Regions from separate parts of the Ovis aries genome. Here region 2 is linked to region 1. A link is a contact called in public Hi-C data. All regions are on one chromosome and are shown on one strand. Each heading gives the region's core, a stretch centred on a gene start, on an enhancer-like site or on the middle of the called end of the contact. The rest is flanking DNA. Distances are from core to core; before and after follow the strand shown.

Region 1 (3,136 bases), core at 7-2,506:
ATCAGGATCTCCTGTCATAAAACAGCTCATGCAAATGGTTACTAAAGGGCCTGACCAGGGTGGGCGGTTTCAGTCAGTGTGCTTCCCCTAACAAATATGGTGTCTATTGGTCTATGGTCAATGGATAAATCCCTTCAACTTCCTCTAAAAAGTACTAACTCCTGTAGGTAGGCAAGTATACAGATGGCAAATACTCAAATGGATGTAACAGGACAACGCAGGTAGAGCCCTGGGACCTGAGGCCTCTCCAGGTCCCTGAGAGGCACTCAGGAATGGGATGGGAGTGGGTAGGGCGGAGCTGGGGGGTGGACCCTGGAGAAGGGGCACTGCACAGAGCCAGGCCATGATATTCATCATCACCACTCTCCTTTCTGCCCCGCTCTTCGATCCACCACGTCCCACGGCTTAAGCCCCCCAGTGGACACAGTCAGTGAGTGGACAGTGATCTCATCAGAAAACGCACAGCCTTCCTGAAGGTCTAGGGTCCCAGCTTAGTGGGAGGAGCATGTAGGCACTGTTTGAGACAGGAGCTGGCTGACCCCAGGCGGGGGACGGGGGTCAAGGCACGAGGAGGGTGGTACAGCCTGTACCCTGCACCCCTTAGACCTGGAAGGCAGGTACACAGTTCATTCATTTCATAGTTCCCTGCAGGGCTAGCCTAGGGCTCCGGGGAAGAGGCAGGGGTGCGGCCTGCGACCTCCATCTTCCTCCTGCTCTTCCCTTCCCCCTCCTGCCCTTCCCAACCCTCCCTCCCTCTCATTTCCCTTCAGGTTCCTTTCTTCTCCTCCCCACTCCCCGCTCCTGTCCCCTTGCTTCTTCTCCCCCCCAACCCTCTTCCCTCTCCTCTCCCCGACCCTCCTTCGCCTTTATCTTTTATCCTCCCCCATCTCCTGTCCCCACCCCCCGCGCCCTGCCCCCAAGCAGAGGCGGGCGGGCTGGGTGGCCCCAGGCTCGGGCCCCGCCCTGTGCTCGCACCTGCTCTGCGGCCGCGTGGATTCCCCGCCCCCGGCTCCGCGGCTGGAGGGAATGTGGGTCAACGCGGAGCCGCTGCGCCTGTGTTTGGGAGCAGACGGGGGACCCGGGACCTCTGCCGGGGCGGGAGCCTCAGGCGGCCGCTTGCGTAGCCGAGGATGCGGGCCCGCTGGCCCCTCCTCGCCCCCTGGCCCGCGGGAGGCTGCTTCCCTCCGTGATGCCCAGGCCGCTGCGCCCAGCGCGCCTGCACTTCATCTGGCGGGTCGGAGGGTCTCCCCTCCAGGACTTGGTTCCCGCTACCCCACGCTGCCCCCTAGTGTCAGCCCCCGGACTGCGCAGGCTGGAGCCCAGCCCTGGATGCACGCCCTTGTGAGCGTCTGTCTGACTCCCCCAGACCCCGGCCCTTCTGCCCAGGTGTGCGGGGCCCTGGGTCTGCTCTGTGGGGAAGCCCCGAAGCGGCCCTCTCGCCTCTATCCCGGGCGGTGCTCCCGCCTGTAGCCCGGCTGAGCGCTGTCCAGCCGCATCCTAGCCCAGCATCCCGAAGTCCCGTTGCAGATCCAGGTCTCTGGCCTGCGGCAGGGACCAGCTATGGGACCATGGAGATGACCTGGCCTCCCAGGCATCAGCCCACCCTGGGCCTCGCTGCCTCCTGTACTGCCCTGGGACTTCTCGGGTGGGCATCGCAGCTCTACCACCTCCTAGTACACTCATTCTGAGCTCTCTCCAGCCTAGGCCTTGGATTCCTCCTGGACTTAAGCCTGATCCTGGAAAGCCCTACCCCTTGTTCACCTGACCAGTGGGTCACCTTAGCCCAGAACCATTCCAAACCCTCTAGCCAGAATACTGCTTCCTGCCCTGGTTCCCGGGATCCACAATTTGCGTCTATCAGAGACCAGGCTGAGCGCTGGCCTGTCGGGGAGGCTGGTGTCTGTGAACCCCAGCAAGATGAACTTCTCATATAGGAAGCAGGAGGCCTGCTCAAGTCAGAGGCTGCCAGAGTCCATCCACCCTGACTCCACACCCACCCCCCACCCCCCTGCCCTCACAGGGCTCCAGGTTTGAAAGACTGCCTGGCGTCCTCAGTCATGTCAAACTCTTTTCAACCCCAAGGACTATAGCCCGCTAGGTTGCTCTGTCCATGGGATTCTCCAGGCAAGAATCCTGGAGTGGGATGCTATTTCCTTCTCCAGGGCATCTTCCAGACCCAGGGATGGAACCTCTGTCTGCTGCATTGTCAGGCAGGTTCTTTACCACTGTACCACCTTCAGACAAATCATCTGTGGAGCCCTGTGGATCTCTTGGTAAACAGCGTTCAGGAAAAGCCAGGGTGGGCCCTGCCCACTCAGTTAGGAAACAGATTTGGATTCAGTTTAGTTTTGTTTTTATTTGAAGCTTTGGTCACAGGCAGGTTATCATCGTTGAGGATCTTCCTTCCCATCAACTCCCGCTGAGTTCTGAGGCTCTGCAGTTCTCAGGGGAACAGACACTGGTTAATAAAACTTGGAAGGGGCTTTTTTTTTTTTCTTCATGAAGTAACCCTCCTTTCATGTCTGTTTACTGCCGGGCTCCATCTCTGGCTCCACATAGCAACGTCTGATTAAATGCCCAACATGTCCCGGGGCGAGAGACACATAATTGCAGTGCTTCGTTTTCCCATGTGATGATTAAGGAAAGCTTTGCTCATTTTGTACGTGTGGGAAAGAGACGATGTTAGTATTTGGATTTGAAAACTTGGTGTTGCTGTCCTGAGAGTGTGATACAGTGTGGGTTGCCCCTGCAATGGTTACAATACATCTTTGAAAACAGAACAGATTTTTGGTGCCAGACGGTACAATGGGGCATGGAGGGAGGTATTCCCAGCCTGCCTTATATGTAACGTTACACACAACAGCAGGACATATTTCTTCCTCAAACACTAGATAAACAACATATACCATAAATGAGGATCCTTTGTCATTAAAGATCTCAGTGTGACTAATGTTTTGGACCTTCCACAAGGCTTTTTTTCTCAAGTAAAAGGAGAAAATATGCCTACCTGTACTGCTTCTCCTATGGAACTTTCCTGCCTCTGACTCTATGGGGAGAATGGAAAGAGCCTGGCTGAGGAGTCAGGAGTCTGTTCAGTGATGAATTTGGCTGTGAGCTGGCTGTGTTATGTTGCAGA
Region 2 (3,327 bases), core at 791-3,290, 170 kb before region 1:
GGTCTGCAGGGCATCTTAGTACAGCCTGCCCCCCCACCCCCCAGCGAGGGTGCTGCTTGGTTCAAGGGCAGAAATGGGGTGACTCCCACTCTCTCTCCCCATTCTCTCTGCCCCTGACAGCAGGGGTCAGCCCATCACTAGGGTGCTGATCTCACTAGGCCCAGAAGGGCCCCTCAGATCCCAGACAAACCTGCAAACAGGCCTCCACCCCAGCCTTTCTGATGTGGGCCCAGGTTCCTCCCCCCAGCCTAAATCAATCCATCGCGGCAGAGAGGGGCCCATCTCTCATTGTCGCTGCCTTGTCCACCTACACACTCTCTCATGGGAAGGCTTGCTGGCTGGCCTGCCCTAGAAAGGCTTGCCAAAGCTCCCTAGGTCTGCAGTTCACCACCTGACAGCTGAGCAGTGTGCCACCTGTCTATCCTGTCCTGGGTACAGGATGTGAGCTCCTCTGGCCAGGGTTCCTGGATCCCTGGGTCCCGCACCGACACACATTTGCTGAATGAATGAATGTAGGAGCAGGTGGGCCGCCAGCCCTCTCTCCCCTTCTCTGGGAGGAGATGGGCAGGCCTGGCCCCAAGCCCCCTCCTGGGTGACCATGTGTGGTACTCCATCCGACCCAGGTCCTTCCTCAGAAACTGCAGCAGCAGTAACAGCTTTTTTGGTCTGCTGCCCAAGGAAGGCACCTGCTTTTCAGCCCACGTCTCAGCCAGGTGATGTCTCCAACTGTTCTTTAGTGTCCACAGTAAAGAGGAAATACTTAAAACGGCTAGTGGTGGTTTTGAAGGCTCTAGCCACAATGCTCATACGGATGCAGACATTCTGTGTACACCTCCATTTGGTTTCCTTCTTATTATTTTTATTGGCTGTGCTGGGTCTTCCTTGTTGCACAGGTTTTTTCTCTAGTTGTGGTGAGCGGTGGCTACTCTCTACTTGGGGTGGAAGGGCCTGTCATTGTGGTGGCTTCTCTTGTGGAATACCGGTTCTAGAGCACACACTCAGTAGCTGCGGTTTGGGCTTAGTTGCTCCATTGCATGTGGGATTTTCCCAGATCAGGAATTGAACCTGTGTTTCCTGCATTGGCAGACAGATTCTTTACCACTGAGCCAACACGGAGGCCCTTTCTGGCATTCTTATCTTCTGAAATTAAGCAATCATTCAATTGGAAACCTAGCATCACTTAATGAATTTTCCCTTTAAATCAGTGTGTGTGTGTGTGTGTGTGTGTGTGTGTGTGTGTGTGTGTGTGTGTGCGCGCTCAGTCACGACTCTTTAGGAATCCCTGGACTGTGGCCCACCAGACTCCTCTGTCCAATGGATTTCCCAGGCAAGAATACTGGAGTGGGTTGCCATTTCCTCCTCCAGGGGATCTTCCCCACCTAGGGATTGAACATGTGGCTCCTGCATTGGAGCTTCCTCCGGGAAGCCCTCCATACAGTTTCTTTAATCATGGAGACATCTGGTTTCTGTGGCCCTTTCCTGTCCTCAGTGAGGGTTGCAGAGGCTCTGAGCCTCCGTCTCCTCCTGGGCCACCTGGCACAGGTCTCTCTCTTTTGCGTTCCAGCCGGGATCCCTCTGAGGGACTCTGCACTTTGCAGTGGACACTGGGCTGGACTAGGGGTGGGATAACGCCCGCAGGGCGGGCCTAATAAGATCCTACCCTATGACGCCTCCCCGAGCGCCATACAGGGCGGCAGGCTGTCTCAGGTTTCTGTAGAGAGGCTGGGGGCGGTGCCTGGGGCTGGCCGGCTTGCGGCCGGGCGGGGGTACACGCTGGAGAGCTGGGCTCCGTCTCACTCAGTGTGCCTCTCTACAAACACCGATCCTGATCCTGTCGCTAGAAGCTAAGCTGGACCTTCTTCGCAGGTGCATCAATGTGACGCGTTTATGGATCCCTTCCGAGACCCAGGGAAGCCTGGCGCGCGCCGGGACGGACCGGCGGGCAGGGCGCATCCTCCACGCGGGGGTTCCCAGGCCTGCCCTCGGTCGCCGCCGCCCGGGCTCCGTCTGGAACGCGTGCCTGTGCGCTTGTGTGCGGCGGGTCGGGACGTAGGCGCGCGCTCTGGCTAGGGGAGTTTTTGTCCCCTTAGTTTCTCCAGAAGGAGAGGCATAAACACGCCTATGCAGAAAACAAACCGTAGGCAAGTCACAACCAAAACTCTCTCTGCCGAGATTGGAACACGATATGCTGCCACGGAGGGGAATTAATTATAACACTGTGTGGGTCCTTGGGAAAAGCTGGGAACCGAGGGAGTAATTCTTGGGCACACCTCCTTCTCTTCTCCTCCTCCCGGGAGGGGAAGGCAGTGAGAAAGGTGCCTTCCACCCCCTGCAACTCCACCCCCCTACCCTCAGGGAGGACCCATGTTCGATATGCATCCGGTTGCTCAAAGTATCTGACTGATTCCCGCGCGATCTCAATAGTAAAGCCCCAGGAAAAAGGATTTGCTTTAAAAAAAAGAAGCAGCTTACAAATAATTGCTCTCCTACCCAATGTTTTAAAAAATGTTTATTTATATTTGGCTGCACCGTGTCAAATATAAATGAGAGGATGAGATGGTTGGAAGGCATCACCGACTCTATGGACATGAGTGTGAGCAAGCTCCCGGAGTCCGTGACGGACAGGGAATCCTGACCGTGCTTCAGTCCCCGGGGTCACAAAGAGTCGGAACCGACTGAGCGACTGAACTGACTGCACCGAATCTTAGTAGCAGCAGGCAAGATCTAGTTCCCTGTCCAGGGATCCAACTTGGGACCCCTGCACTGGGAGCTCGGAGTTTTAGCCACTGGACCACCAGAGAAGTCCCGTAACCAGTACTTTTCAAGTTTCAAGAGGAAAGCAAGTGAGGGGCATGACTGGCACACAGTCAGTACCCCGGACAGGTTGGCACTTCCCCGGGGCGCTTTCCTCCTTCAGCATTTTCATGTATCTCGTCTTCACAGGCTCCCAAGGCAGGTCCCCGTGTTACTGATTGCACAAGTGTCAGTCGGTGGCAGTGTAGCCCCAGAGTCCAGATCCTGGGCTATATCGTGACGTGGTCGTGGGTGTCCTTAGAGAAGACCGTGCCGTCGCCCACGTACAAGGCGGCGGGCCCCAGGCGACAGCTGGAAGTGCAGCATGGACGTGAAGCTGAGCTCAGCATCCTGCGCGCCGCCGTGCAGGGCGAGCAAAGGTTCATCTTCGCGGGCCTGCTGCTCACCAGCCACCGGCACCAATTCCAGGAAGAGGTGATCGGCTACTACCTGATCTGAGCGGAGGAGTGCTTCAGGAGCAGCGGCGCCGCGAAGCCTCCCTCTCTGCCTTTAAGATCAAGCGGCCGCCGGGTA

The links. A called contact is a pair of places that touch in the nucleus more often than the background predicts.
Region 2: a Hi-C map of hypothalamus shows a contact between it and region 1, with 8 times the contacts expected there. The contact joins two enhancer-like sites. A contact is called at or near these places in 11 of 16 Hi-C or Micro-C datasets (blood, hypothalamus, liver and 4 more).

Annotation. Positions count from the first base shown.
Region 1 is chr18:25,356,936-25,360,071 of ARS-UI_Ramb_v3.0, reverse strand. No RefSeq gene overlaps it. Among named protein-coding and RNA genes, the nearest start is that of TRPM1, 42 kb to the right of the region's middle. Within about 2 kb of position 1,256, at least 19 of the 54 cell types and tissues checked have an H3K27ac peak or open chromatin away from gene starts, as enhancers often do. A contact at or near this core is called in hypothalamus and liver, where this site is marked.
Region 2 is chr18:25,528,909-25,532,235 of ARS-UI_Ramb_v3.0, reverse strand. No RefSeq gene overlaps it. Among named protein-coding and RNA genes, the nearest start is that of KLF13, 87 kb to the right of the region's middle. Within about 2 kb of position 2,040, at least 8 of the 54 cell types and tissues checked have an H3K27ac peak or open chromatin away from gene starts, as enhancers often do. A contact at or near this core is called in hypothalamus and liver, where this site is marked.